Regions from separate parts of the Macaca mulatta genome. Here region 2 is linked to region 1. A link is a contact called in public Hi-C data. All regions are on one chromosome and are shown on one strand. The core of a region is the stretch at or near the end of the contact, and the rest is flanking DNA. Distances in the headings are between cores, read along the strand shown.

Region 1 (7,150 bases), core at 2,382-4,881:
ATGAACTTCTATCCTGGGGAGGTAACCTCCTATTTTGAGGCCTTACTTTTAATCAAACCTAATTTTGACTGCTAAATCTTTCTTGGGTCCCCACATCTGGTTACCTCCTTGACTTCAGTAGCACCCTGCACTTTATACAGCCAATGAGGCCACCTGTTTGTGTGCATCTGTCTCCCTGAGTGCAGAGGCTCTGTTTACTTTGTTCTATTTTTGTATCTCTAGCACTTGGCTGATTTATAGGTGTTCAGAACATTTTTGTTGAATGATTAGAGATGTTTTGTAGATTGAATGCAAATAATAATATTTCCTACCTTGTGTTGCTCTGAGGGTCAAATGAGAAAAAGTGGCTTTAAAACCTTAAGTTTCCTTCCCTTCTTTCTGCATTCCCCCACCGATCCTCACACCCAGGGTGGGCCACCTTACACTATGCCTTCTTTTTACTGTTTTCTTTTCCTCTGGGTTCAGAAGCCTCCATTGCAAAATAATTGGACGAGATCATTTGAATCTTAACACCCATTCTGAGTCTAAGTGTCACTCTCATCTCTTCAGTTCATATGAATCTCTTCCTCCTCTAGCTCCCTGGAAAGGCTCTCCAGGTAGATGGAACAGCAAATACAAAGGTATTGAGGTGTTACAAGCCATGGAGAATTAAGCATTTGGGCTAGTTTGGTCTGGTTGGAGGAGGTAGGTGTGCTGCTCTGCCAGAGAAGAGACAGGGATCCCACTGTTATTTATCTGGGGGAGGCTGGGAGACAGACACAATCTAGCCCATTTCTGTATGTGTTATCCTGTGCCTTACCTAGTTATTAAATGATCTCTTGCTTTTGTGTTTTGTCTTTATAGTACTAAAAATTATGGTCAACAACACTGTTACAACTTTTGACTAGTGAGAAAAAAATTTTTGTGTTATTCACCATGGTTCCCAATAATTTACTGCAATATTTGTGTCTGTAAAACATCATAAACAACAAATGCAGCAACAGAATGCCTATAAAACTATAAATGTTTTCTGGAAATGCAGTCTTTTTGCTTTTCTTGGGATAATCCTGTGGTTCTTCAGTGGTGACTGATGTGAGTTCGACAGAACCACTGCTATGTGCATGGAGATCCAGCAGAGATTTTTGAGCAAGGTGTCAGCCATTCAATGTTTACTGGGTCCACCAGGTGCTTGGTGCTGGGCCAGAGGGTCTAGGATGACAAAATTACTGTCCTTGAGAAGCTCATAGTTTATTTAGTGTGAGGCACATACAAGTAACCAAGCAAATAAAACATAAGAGCCAGACTGGAATTATTGATAGTGTGCTGTGGGACCCTGGGGTGGGGAATAAAAAAGGGTGTCAAAAGGAGCAGGATCTGGTGCTGGACCCAAAGAGCCTAAGATATCCACTTAAGAAAGATCACTGGCCGGGCGCGGTGGCTCAAGCCTGTAATCCCAGCACTTTGGGAGGCCGAGGCGGGCGGATCACGAGGTCAGGAGATCGAGACCATCCTGGCTAACACGGTGAAACCCTGTCTCTACTAAAAAATACAAAAAACTAGCCGGGCGAGATGGCGGGCACCTGTAGTCCCAACTAATCGGGAGGCTGAGGCAGGAGAATGGCATGAATCTGGGAGGCGGAGCTTGCAATGAGCTGAGATCTGGCCACTGCACTCTAGCCTGGGCGACAGAGCGAGACTCCGTCTCAAAAAAAAAAAAAAAAAAAAAAAAAAAAAGAAAGAAAGATCACTGCAGCACCTGTGGGGTACACGGCTGGGATAGAGAAGAAACTCTGGCCAGGCAGACCATTCAGGAGGTTTTTGCAAATTAGGATGATACAGGGACCTAAAATAGGGCAGATGCTATGGAGACTTAAGAAGAATGGATGAAATATTTGGAGGCAAAATTACTTGTGCTCGGTAAATTGTTAGAAAGTGGGGAAGGAGTCAAGAATAATTCCCAAGTTTGGGGTCTGGGGATTAGGCAGATAAAAGAGGTGAGGGCACTAAGAGGAAGGCTGGGACCTTTAGTGCCATCTCCTCCATCAGTCTCCATTCCTTCAAACGGATAGTTGACATTTTCTCAATGTTTTGTAAATTTCCAGGCAATATAAACCGTCAGGACCACCTTCCAATGGGATTACCATGTCAAAGCCCCTCCTCTATCATAGGGAATCTGGACCATCACTGTGTGTGTGTGTGTGAAGGGGTTAGGGACAATGACCAGTATTATAATCTATGGACAAAGTTGGGCTTGGTTGCAGAATATATTTAAGTTTGGTATTCTTCGTATTTTAAAAAATTTGTTTACTTTTTAAGAATTTGAGACAGGGTCTCTGCATGTTGCCCAGGCTGGCAACTCCTGGCCTCAAGCGATCCTCCCGTCTCAGCCTCCCAAGAAGCTGGGATTACAGGTGCGAGCCACCCCATACAGCTAAGTTTGGAATAATGAATATGGCTGAGGTCCAGAAATATTTAAATTTGGCATGATGACTAAGAGTTTGTTATAGGAGCTCAATCATTTGATAAATATTGAACAATTCCTATGTGTCAGATTGCTTTTCCCACTAGGGATGCAGAGGAGAACAAGACAAAATGGGTCCTTGTCCTCATAGAGTGTGGGAGACAGGCAGTAGACATATAATTTCAGGTAGTTGTAAGTATCATAAAGAAAAAATAAAGCAAAACAAAACAAGAGAGTGCTGGGAAAGACCAGGGAGCAGACAGGATGACAGAGCTGTCTTAGGGTGTTCAAGACTTCTTTTAAAAGGCAGAGCTCTTTGAAAAGGTGATATTTGGGCAGAAGTCCACAGCAAGGAAAAGTGGCAGAGACTCCTAGCCGCCTACGCATGAAATGATGGGGAAAGGAGCAATACAGAAGGCATGTAACATTTCAGAGTCTATTAGGCATCCGAGGGGAGGTGCTGCGGAGGTGGATGCATGGAGGCAGATGGATGTACACGTCTAGAGTCTAAAGGGAGATCTGAGGCGGAGATATGAACTTGGGAAATGTCAGTCCGGTTCCAGGTTCCAATTCAACGTACTTTTATCAGAGTTCACTGTGCGCCAGGGACTTGCTAGGGGCTGAAGGTCCGGAGATAAATTGGGTTGCACAGCAGACGGACACACCAGTCAACGTAGTAAACCCTTGGGCCCGGCTACGCTCTGGGCGCACTCTGCCAGCACAGAGGAGCAGCGACTCAGGGTGCAGAGCGGGTAGCGCTGGGGAAGAGGCGGCCGCGGAACGGGACAGGCTGGCGGAACGGAAAACGGAAGCACGGGGCGGGGGCGTGACGCAACGGGCACATCACAAAGAGCGCCGAGAGGGCGGTGGCGCCGGGGGCACGGCTTGGCGGCTCCGCCCAGAAGAGGGCCGAGAGGCGGGGCGGCGCCCCCACCGCGGGCCCGCGGCGCCCTCTGCAGGCCCCAGGCAGCGACTTAACAGTTGCCTCATCTTTCCTCTCCTCCCTCATGCTGCTTTCCTCAGGCCACATTTTTTGTGTGTGTGGGTAGTGTTCCCTAGTCTCTCAGCCTCCGACTCCCGTCCCTTTCCTCCACTTCCAAGCCAGGCGTGTTAGTGTCTTCGTGGGAAAACTGCCAATAAAGTTTTTCCTTTTCTCGCTCCCAGGATCCCCGCTTCTCTTCAAGCACCGCGAGATCTGACTGTGCGGCTAGCATGGCGGCGGCGTTTGAAGCCCTGGGAGCCGTAGCGGCAGTGGCTACTGCTATGCCAGCTGAGCATGTGGCCGTGCACGTCCCGGCCCCAGAGCCAACACCTGGGCCTATGAGGAGCCTGCGGACCGCTCAGGATCTCGGCAGCCCGCGGACCCGCACGGGGGACGTGCTGTTGGCGGAGCCGGCCGACTTCGAGTCACTGCTGCTTTCGCGGTCGGTGCTGGAGGGGCTGCGGGCAGCCGGCTTCGAGAGGCCCTCGCCGGTGCAGCTCAAGGCCATCCCGCTGGGGCGCTGCGGGCTCGGTGAGAGCGGGGGCCCGGGAGAGTTCGGGGGTCGGGGCGGGAGAAGGGCGACTGAGGGGCGGCAGCGGCAGCCAGGCCCGCACTGCAGCTCGGGGAGAGCCCTCGGTCGGCTCCCGGAGCAGGGCCCGGCCTGGGGCTAGGCGGTACGCTCAGTTAACTTATTTGTAAAACTAAGGTGCACTATTGAACTTGAAGATGGTTAAGACCTTTTTTAGCACTGACAGGTGGTTCTAAGTTTGAGAAGATAAACGGTAAAAGGTCAGGGACTAGGCGTTTTCTCTTACGTTTTTGAGAATCAACTAAAAATGAAGGTGCCAACTGGGAGAATCTCAGAGACCCTTCTAGTTCTCTGATTCCATGCGAGCCCCTAAGCTGCTTCCGTGAGTACTGGCTAGTGATAATTTTTTTTTTTTTTTCCTTCGCAGATTTAATTGTTCAAGCTAAATCTGGCACTGGGAAAACCTGTGTGTTTTCCACCATAGCTTTGGACTCTCTTGTTCTTGAAAACTTAAGTACCCAGGTGAGTTAGCTCAGAGGACCAGAGGAGGATGTGTTACGTGGACTTTACCACAGGTCAGATGAAATACCAGTAGCCCCTCAGAGCTGGAATTGAATTTGATGAATGATTGAGTTAAGTGGTGGTGGTGGTGAACTTTGGAATTTTCTATGCGTACCTTATTTAAATAGAATAAAGCTACCATACGTGTCAGTTTTCTCACTACTTGGTAATACAGACAGGGATTCTTTTACTTACTGACTAATGTGATACTTAACATTTGACTTGATTCATGGTAATGTAGTGCTCTGGCTATTGCTGATAACTGCAGGGTTTGTTTTTGTTTTTTGAGAGGGTATGGCTCTGTCACCTAGGCTGGAGTGCAGTGGCGGATCATTGCTCACTGCAACCTTGAACTCCTGGGCTCCAGTGATCCTCCCACCTCATCTTCCTAAGTAGTTGAGACGACAGGTGTGTGCCACCACACCTGGCTACTTTTTGTAGAGATGGGGTCTCCTCAGTGTTGCACAGACCGGCCTCGAACTCCTGGGTTCAAGCAGTCCTCCCACATTTGCCTCCCAAAGTACTGGGATTATAGGCATGAGCCACCACACCCGGTATGCAGGTGGTTCTTAAAGCTCTGTAAATGTATCATATTCATCTCCCATCTTCTAGGTTGTCTTAGAGTGTTTCTAAGATTACCCTACCCAAATTAGCAGGAAATTTGGGTTTGGGGATCATTTCTTCAACAAAGATTTGTTGAGCCCATATTACGTATGAACAGTATGTCAGGCATTGGAGATTCAAAGATGAATTAGATGTGATTCTCATAACCTTACTTTGTAGTTTAGTTGTTATGGCAGACTGTATTTCAAGTTCTCAGGCATTGGTATATCTGATGATGAGTCTTCAACAGTGGTTTTTAATCCAGATATCCATGTTCATCACCTGGGAAGCTTTTTGAGTCCATCTTATATCTGCCAAATCCTAGGTGATGTTGCATATTGGAAATCCTCCTACTTCCCAAGAACCTGAGCTAGTCTAATTGTAGACGAAGATGTATTTGAGGTTTTGGCTTCTGATAATTTGGCAACAGATAAAATGCTAAAATCCTGGAAAAGTTTCATAAATTCGTTTTTTTGAGTCTCACTCTGTTGCCCAGGCTGGATTGTGCAGTGGCACAATCTTGGCTCACTGCAACTTCTGCCTCCTGGGTTCAAGTGATTCTCCTGCCTCAGCCTCCCGAGTAGCTGGGATTACAACTGTGCATACCACATGCCCGGCTAGTTTTTTTGTAATTTTGGTAGAGACGGGGTTTCGCCATGTTAGCCAGGCTGGTCTCAAACTCCTGACCTCAGGTAATCCGCCTGCCTCAGCCTCCCAACCTGCTGGGATCACAGGGGTGAGCCACCATGCCTGGCAAATTCATATTTTTAATTTCAGATCTTTGGATTATCACAGTTACATTATTTTTTGTGTGTGTAACAAAGTAATACCTATTAATTTTTAGAAATAGGGAAAGTTCAGGAAAATTAGGAAGTACCAGAAAACAAGATCTGTAATTTCACTACCTAGAGAGAAACTGCTATTAACAGTTTTGGCATATTTTCTCCTAGTCCTTTTTTTTTTTTAATCAATTTTTTCTTCTCGTAGTTAAGAGCACAAAAGTTTTGTTTTCTCCTTCTCCAGTAGCTACATTGCAAAGTTTTTACCGTGGCTCTCAAGGCCTTTTGTGATCTAGTCCCTGGAGCTAGATCTCTGACCTCCTTTACTTTCCCCCAGATTCTGTCATGTAGGCCTTCTTTTTCTTCCTCAAACACACCAAGAACACTGCCATCTTATGGCCTTTGCATTTGTTGTTTCCTGTTGGTGAAAACGCTTCCCCAGGTGTCATATAGCCAGCTCTACTCTATGCCGTACATGTAGGTCTCTGCTCAAGTGTTACCTCCTTAGAGGAGGGTTCATGATCACCTCATTTAAAATGACTCCTTCGAAACCATCATTCTTAGCAAACTATCACAAGAACAGAAAACCAAACACCGCATGTTCTCACTCATAGGTGGGAACTGAACAATGAGATCACTTGGACCCGGGAAGGGGAACATCACACACCGGGGCCTATCATGGGGAGGGGGGAGGGGGGAGGGATTGCATTGGGAGTTATACCTGATGTAAATGACGAGTTGATGGGTGCTGACGAGTTGATGGGTGCAGCACAGCAACATGGCACAAGTATACATATGTAACAAACCTGCACGTTATGCACATGTATCCTAGAACTTAAAGTATAATAATTAAAAAAAGTAAATAAAAATAAAATAAAATAAAATGACTCCTTCTTTCCCTGTTTGATTTTTTATGATACTTTTCATTACCTGTCATTACTTATTTTTGTTTATTGTATATATTCTTATCCAAGAATGAAAGTACTGTGAGGGCAAAGACTTTACACTGTTAACTGTTGATTCCCCAGAAACTAGTATGTTGCCTAGCACAGAGTAGGTTCTTACTTAATATTTGTTGAATGAATGAATAAATGGAATACAGTCAGCCCTCCCTGTCTTCAGGTTGTGTATCAGCTGATGCAGCCAACTGTGGATCAAAAATACTTAGGGGTGGGGTGGGGGAACTATAAAAAATAATACAACAATAAAAAGATATAAACAAAAATACAGAGTAACCATTTACATAGCATTTATAC
Region 2 (6,594 bases), core at 262-2,761, 310 kb before region 1:
AATTCAACAGCACCTGTTGGGGGTAGGGTAAGGAAAACATGAGCTTGAATTATACCACGGTAGTAATTCACTTCTAGGATTCAAAGAGCCACTGTCACTAAATTAACAAAGTAAGTTAGTTATTCCTATAAAAGCAAAGTCCACATCACTGAAGAGTTTAGCTAATTTCTGAGCCTTTGACTTTATTCTGTGTTACTGTTTTCCTAATGACAGCCCAGACAAGGAGGTGGAGAAAGCCAGTGATGTTAACACTTCCCAATTATTTGGACACTAATAAGTATTTGCTGAACTAGTTGAATAAATGTCTTGCAGAGTCTTTAAAAATATGTTGAATAATTGAACGTTTTGCACAGTGACTGGCTCAGTATAGAGAATCCGCCAAAAGTTTTCTTGATTATGTACTGTTCAAGCTCAATTGTCAGAGAGGTTAAATCTATAAGTGGGTCTTTTAAACTTCCATGCAATGCCAGCCAACTTCCAAATTCTGATTAAAAAAAAAAAAAAAATCCAAAGCCTGCATCGCTGAGCCTACAGTCAACACAAAGAAAGCAGAATGAAGACAAGAAAGCAGTAAGAAATGGAAAGAGACATGTAGCATAGATTGGCTTCAGTGTCATCTTAAAATCAAGATTATGCTTGGTCTGGGCTGCGGGGGTTAAGCAGCAGGTTACACAGAAGAAAAATGGTTCCAATCCGTTGCTTAATTTTGTTACGGATTTTTCTAGGAAATCTCAACAGACAATTTAGAATTTTAGAAAATATATTTCCCACCTACACAAGAGTTTGCATTCAGGGCCAACACTCTCAGGCTCCTCCAAGCACTGAACATAGGACATTAGATATTGAGCTCAGCCCTACCCGTACCCCAAGCCTCCATTCTACCACTCCACCCGGGGCTGGGGGTGGGGGTGAGGGGTGGATGAGGGGAAAGTGACTCACCTGAATCAGAGGCCACCAGAATACCTCTCTCTCCAACCCAAGTGAGGTCAGCCACTCCAGCCTCCGTTTGGACTCCAGCGGAGCAGAAGCCTTCGTTGGGGGCGGCACAAGGGTCCTTAAAAAGCCAGAGGGAGCCGGCCCAGCAGCGGCCACTCAGGCTGGAGGCCCCGAGGAGAAGCGCCCCATCTACGGGGGGTACAAGCTGTCAGCACGTGAAGGGTGGAAGGGCTCGCCTCCATGAAGACCGCACAGAACAGCTTTCGGGCCGGGTCTGGATCTGAGCTCAGGAACGCGGGGCAGGGCTGGGGACAGCTCGGCGGCGCGACCCACGGGTCAGGATAACATGCAGGGCGGGGATGGGCTGGGAGGGTCAGTCTCTGGGGAGGGGCGCCCTGGGCCGGGGTAAGGGAGCTCCCAGGCCCGGGATCTCGGCTCACCGGACCGGTACCGCGCAGCCTCCAACTGTCGTTCCATGCAGGCGGGCGCATTAGGGGGAAGATTCCACTCCCGGGCCGCCGGGGGCACTAGGGGGGGCGGGGTTTCCTTCCGCATCTCCACGGTTCCAACTCCAACCTAGACTCAAATTGGACGCCGGCCGGAGACTCAGCTCCGATAGCAAACCCCACGTGGTGTGCCTCTGAGCCTCCGCCCCTCTCCCGAGGCTACGGCAAGTCTACTTCTCGCGAGAATTGCTTCTGCGGCTCCATCCTGCTTTCCGGCTGTCGCCCTCCTGCGATAGGTTCTCAGCATTACTTGCCTCGTCTCGCGATAATTTAAAAAAAAAAAAATCTCCCGAGGAAAGTTGAAGGAAGACTACAAAATTTTCATCTCGCGAGACTTGTGAGCGGCCATCTTGCTCCTGCCCTGACAGATTCTCCTGTCGGGGTCACAGGGACTCTAAGATTGCTACCTGCACCTTCGCTGACCATGCTGTCCCGGGTGGTACTTTCCGCCGCCGCCACAGCGGGTGAGGGGTGTAGACGCTGCTCTGGGCTATCAGAGTGATTGGAAAGAAGCGAATCTAGGGGTCACAAGGAGGGGAGAAGGGCGCAGCGACACGGGCCTGAGCGGCGAGTGATCAGCGCCGCTCAGAGAGGAGCGTGGGGACTTAAGGGACAGGAAAGAGGGGTACATAGCCTCAGTGATCTAGCCTGGCAGGGATGAGGAAGGGACAAACTAGAGTTCATTTGACTTTGCTGACCTTCGTCTTGTCTGTCTGCAGCCCCGTCTCTGAAGAATGCAGCCTTCCTGGGTCCAGGGTAAGTGTGAGGATAATGGTCCCTTTCGTCTTTGTTTTTACTATCTTTTATTTCTCGATTCCTGCCCCCACCCCCTTAGCTTTAGGCCAGAAATCTCTTTCCGATAATTTTGGGACACTTAAACCCTCTTTCAAACACTTGTTCCTGTAACTGCCAGGAACGCTGTCATATGAACTGATGACCAAGACTTTAACAGGATATGTAACGTATTCTAACTAAACTAGAAATTGGTTTTGCTGTCTTCTATGCCCGCCCCTCTCCTTTGTGACCTTCCCTTGGGACCTTATGACATGTAGCCTCCACAGCCTGAATCAGAGTAGATTACATACCCAAGAACAAATTTTGTTCAATAAAACAGTGAAGCATGTTGTTTATAGTCTGTTTCCCAGATACCTAGTTTTTGCTGCCATATAATAACAATCAGAGAAATCATTCATTGATTCAGTAAATATTTATGTTGCCTAAACACATAACCAAGGATACAAGAATGAGTATGGCAAATTACCTGCCCTCATGGAGCTCACAGTCTAGGAATGGGAGGCACCTTTAGAGTATTGGTTTAGAGTGAGGGCTCCAAAGCCAGTACAGGGTCCCTGGCCCCTCCACTTACTAGCTGTGTGACCTCAATTTCCTCATCTACAAAATGGCGCATGATAGTGCATTGTGGCTTTTGAGAATTAAGAGGCAATTTCTGTGAAATTCAAAAACAGTTCTTGGTACATGGTGTGTGTTTAGTAAATTTAGCAGCTGTTTGCGTTAAAATTGTTTCATAAGACATGTTCATTTTCCTAGAGATTTCTTTTTACTTCCAAATTTAGTTCTAAAGCTTGCAAATTATGTTAACTATCAAATTGAAAAAACTGGACTTGAAAAAGTGGTCTTGTCTGTAATTGAGTCTCATGTGTGCAATGAAGTGAGGCTATAATTGACTGCTTCCAACTTAGAAGAAAAAGGACCCCATACAGACTTGTAAACAAATAATTGTAATACCAGGTAATAAATAACTTATATTTACAAGATACAAGGAATATCCTTGGTTTTTTTTCACACTTCATGTCCAGTACCTCAGCAAGGCTCTTCCTCTAGAAATTTGGACTCTGACTGCTGCTTCCACTACCACTAAAGTATGAACCACCGCAAACTTTCACCTAGGTATTTTAGTAGTCTCTTCATTAGTCTTGCATCTCTATTCTTGTGCTATTACAGCCCATTCTCATAATAGCCAGGAGGATTATGTCAATCTCCCACCAAAGCCTTCCAGAGCTCCCCATCCCACTTGAATAAAATCCAAACTTAGCATAACCCAGAAGGTCCAACATGAATTGATCCCATCCTATCTCTTGACACCATCCCCTTCTGTTCTTTTTTTAGCTCATTCTTCAACCATACTGCCCTTGGTGTTCCTCTGAAAACTACCAAGCGCATTCGTGCCTCAATATCTTTCTACTTGCTCTTCTCTCTTTTCCTCAGATCATTGGGTCAAATGTCATCTGGCTCCCTACCAAAAAAACTTCCCCATTCTGTTGCTCCCTATCCCCTTACCTTGCTCAGTTTTTCTTCACAGCACTTAGAGCCGCCTGAAATTTTGTATGGAGATACACACTCACCCTTCCCATACCCCCACTAGAATGTTGAAGGCTGGAGCTTTGTTCATTGCCATGTTACTGGTACCTAGCATTAGTAGAAAGTCAGTAAATGTTTTATTGATTAAAAGAATGAATGTTAGCCCAAAATGGGGGAGGGCTTTACACATCTGGAGGCTGATTGGTCTTGGTAGTCATTGCTATGAAGTCATGGTATGAAGGGCATACAAGACAGAAGGAGCAGCATTGGGCAATTTTTTTGTGGTGGTTCTTCGTTTGTTTTTGAGAGCTGTTAAGTAATTCCAGGAGAGTAAGAGAATGAAGGAAGATGAGGTTATAAAATTTGACAGGACCAGGCACAGTGGTGGCTCATGCCTATAATCCTGAGGCCAAGGCAGGAGGATCACTGGAGCCCAGGAGTTCGAGACTAGCCTGGGCAACATAGACAAAAACAAAACAACAAAATTTTTTTAAAATTCTAAAAATTAGCTGGGCATTGTGGTGTACGCCTGTACTCCCAGCTATTGGGAAGGTTGAGGTGGGAGGATGGCTTCAGCCCAGGAGATGGAGGCTGCGAGTGAGCAGTGATGGCACCACTGCACTCCAGCCTGGGTGACAGAGTGAGACCTTGTCTCAAAAAAAAAAAAAAAATGATAGGTACTAGATTATATATGTTATATTAAGTAGTTTTCAGTAGGCAGGAGAGAGCCTGTTGAGTTTTCAAGTCAAATTTTCATTTTAGAAACATTGGCAGTAATGTGAGAGGGCTAGGTTTAAGTTGGGGTATTTAATAAGAAGCAGAGGCCAGGTATAGTGTCTCACACCTGTAATTTCAGCACTTTGGGAGGCCGAGACGGCAGATCACTTGAGGCCAGTAGTTTGAGACCAGCTTAGCCAACATGGCAAAACCCCATCTGTCCCAAAAATAAAAAAATTAGCTGGGCGTGGTGGCACACGCCTGTAATCTCAGCTACTCGGAAGACTGAGGCACAAGAATCGCTTGAGCCTGGGAGGTGGAGGTTGCAGTGAGCAGAGATCACGCCACTGTGCTCCAGCCTGGGTGATAGAGCGAGATTCTGTCTCAAAAAAAAAATAAAATAAGCAGAGAGATCAGGTTTTGGATTGTTAAACTAAGCAAGAGGTGATAAGGGCTTGAACTAAGATAGCTAGTTAGGGAGACTTATCAGCTTAAGCATACCCTTTAGTACTATGATTTAAATCAGGGGTTCTTAGCCTGGGGTGCTTTGCCTGCAGGTGACATTTAGCAATGTCTGGAGATATTTTTCAGTGTTACCATTGGGTGGGTCGGGGAGGAAGGAGGCTACTGGTATCTGTTGTGTAAAGGCCACAAAGATACTGCCAGACGTTCTACAATGCACAGAACAACCTCTTACAACAAAGAAGTATCCAGTCCAAACATCAGTAGTTTAGTTGAGAAACCTTGATGTAAATGAAGGAATCTCGAGCGTGATTCTCAGATTTCAAAACCTGGTGGGGTAGCTAATATATTTGGAGGCAGAAATAATATTCAAAAGATAAGCATTGTACCAAAATAAATGAAATAATGTAAATTCTTACATTACAAGGAGATAGAGGTTGACAGAGTAGAGGAATGGGAGGTGGGAAGTGGGACAAAAATATACTGAAAACTTGAAGGAGACTAAACTTGACAGCAGACATAAAGGGACTAAATTTTATTTCATCAGAAGCCTAAGGAGACATCAGTATGCTGTAACTGTTAAACGTGTAGTCTTAAGCTGCTTTAATACAAGAATAGTTTCCAAACTGGCAATAGCAAGTTCTCAATAAGTATTTGTAGAATGAATGAATTGGCCAGACTATAGAGTATTGTATACAGTTCTGTTATACCTCATTAAAAAAAAAGACAAAACCAGAGAAGTCTTTATGGGCAATCAGGATTGTGAGGGAACAGATGTTTCACCCAGGTACATGTGTGTTATCTTACATAGCAAAATTAGAACTAAGAATGGATTGAGGTTCCAAGAATGTATGCAGCATCTCAATTCAAAGATGAATATAATTAGAGCTGCCCAGTACTGAAAAAGTCTGTTACATGTAGTGATACTCCCATCAAAGAGAGTATTCAGAAAGGTTGAGGAGCCAACATACCAGGCATATAATAGCTAACCACTTACATAGCACTTTTCCATGTGCCAGGCATCATTCTATGCACTTTACACATATTAACTCAGTTAATCCTGTCAACAACCATAGAAGGTATTATCTTTTATTTCCATTTTACTGAGAGAAATCTGAGATTACAAAAGCTTTAAATTCTTTACTCAAAGTCAAGGGGCAGGTCTAGGATTTGAACTCAAGGAGTCTATCTGGCTGCCACATCCACATTCTTACATATTTCAGTGCTAATAATAGATATACACAGTGCTAGACAGATGATCTGCAAGGCTTATAGAAAGGATTCCAGTATTGGGTAGAAGGTTAAGTGTCTGTAATTAATTCTTTGCTCTTGTCACAGCTGATTACTGGACCCTAACCTTCCTATTCCCAGTCCATTCTCTTTCCATTATGAGAGTTAGAAAACTGCCTCAATCCTCAACCCCATTTATTGTTTCTGCTAATTATTCATACATTGTATTCTCCTTAAAGAAATAGGCTTTACATTTGTACAATAATTACCTGTAGAGTATTGCAGGCAACAAGGACCTTCCATACAGGGCAGCCACACCTTGCCCCTATACCGCCTCTTCCTGAATATGGAGGAAAAGTTCGTTATGGACTGATCCCTGAGGAATTCTTCCAGTTTCTTTATCCTAAAACTGGTGTAACAGGTG

The links. Hi-C and Micro-C count contacts between places; a contact is called where the count stands out from the background.
Region 2: a contact with region 1 is called in a Hi-C map of liver, with 2.9 times the contacts expected there. The contact joins the promoter of WDR77 here to the promoter of DDX20 in region 1. A contact is called at or near these places in 2 of 14 Hi-C or Micro-C datasets (fetal cortex germinal zone and liver).

The regions. Positions count from the first base shown.
Region 1 is chr1:128,481,041-128,488,190 of T2T-MMU8v2.0, reverse strand. It overlaps DDX20 (DEAD-box helicase 20), which reads left to right and starts at 3,631. Exons shown (of 11, transcript XM_028830395.2): 1 at 3,631-3,953; 2 at 4,379-4,473. The coding sequence starts at 3,653.
Region 2 is chr1:128,793,676-128,800,269 of T2T-MMU8v2.0, reverse strand. It overlaps WDR77 (WD repeat domain 77), which reads right to left and starts at 1,511. Exons shown (of 10, transcript NM_001195443.1): 1 at 1,377-1,511; 2 at 940-1,125; 3 at 1-13. The coding sequence starts at 1,491. ATP5PB (ATP synthase peripheral stalk-membrane subunit b) reads left to right here and starts at 1,715. Exons shown (of 7, transcript NM_001260679.2): 1 at 1,715-1,906; 2 at 2,162-2,198; 3 at 6,446-6,591. The coding sequence starts at 1,867.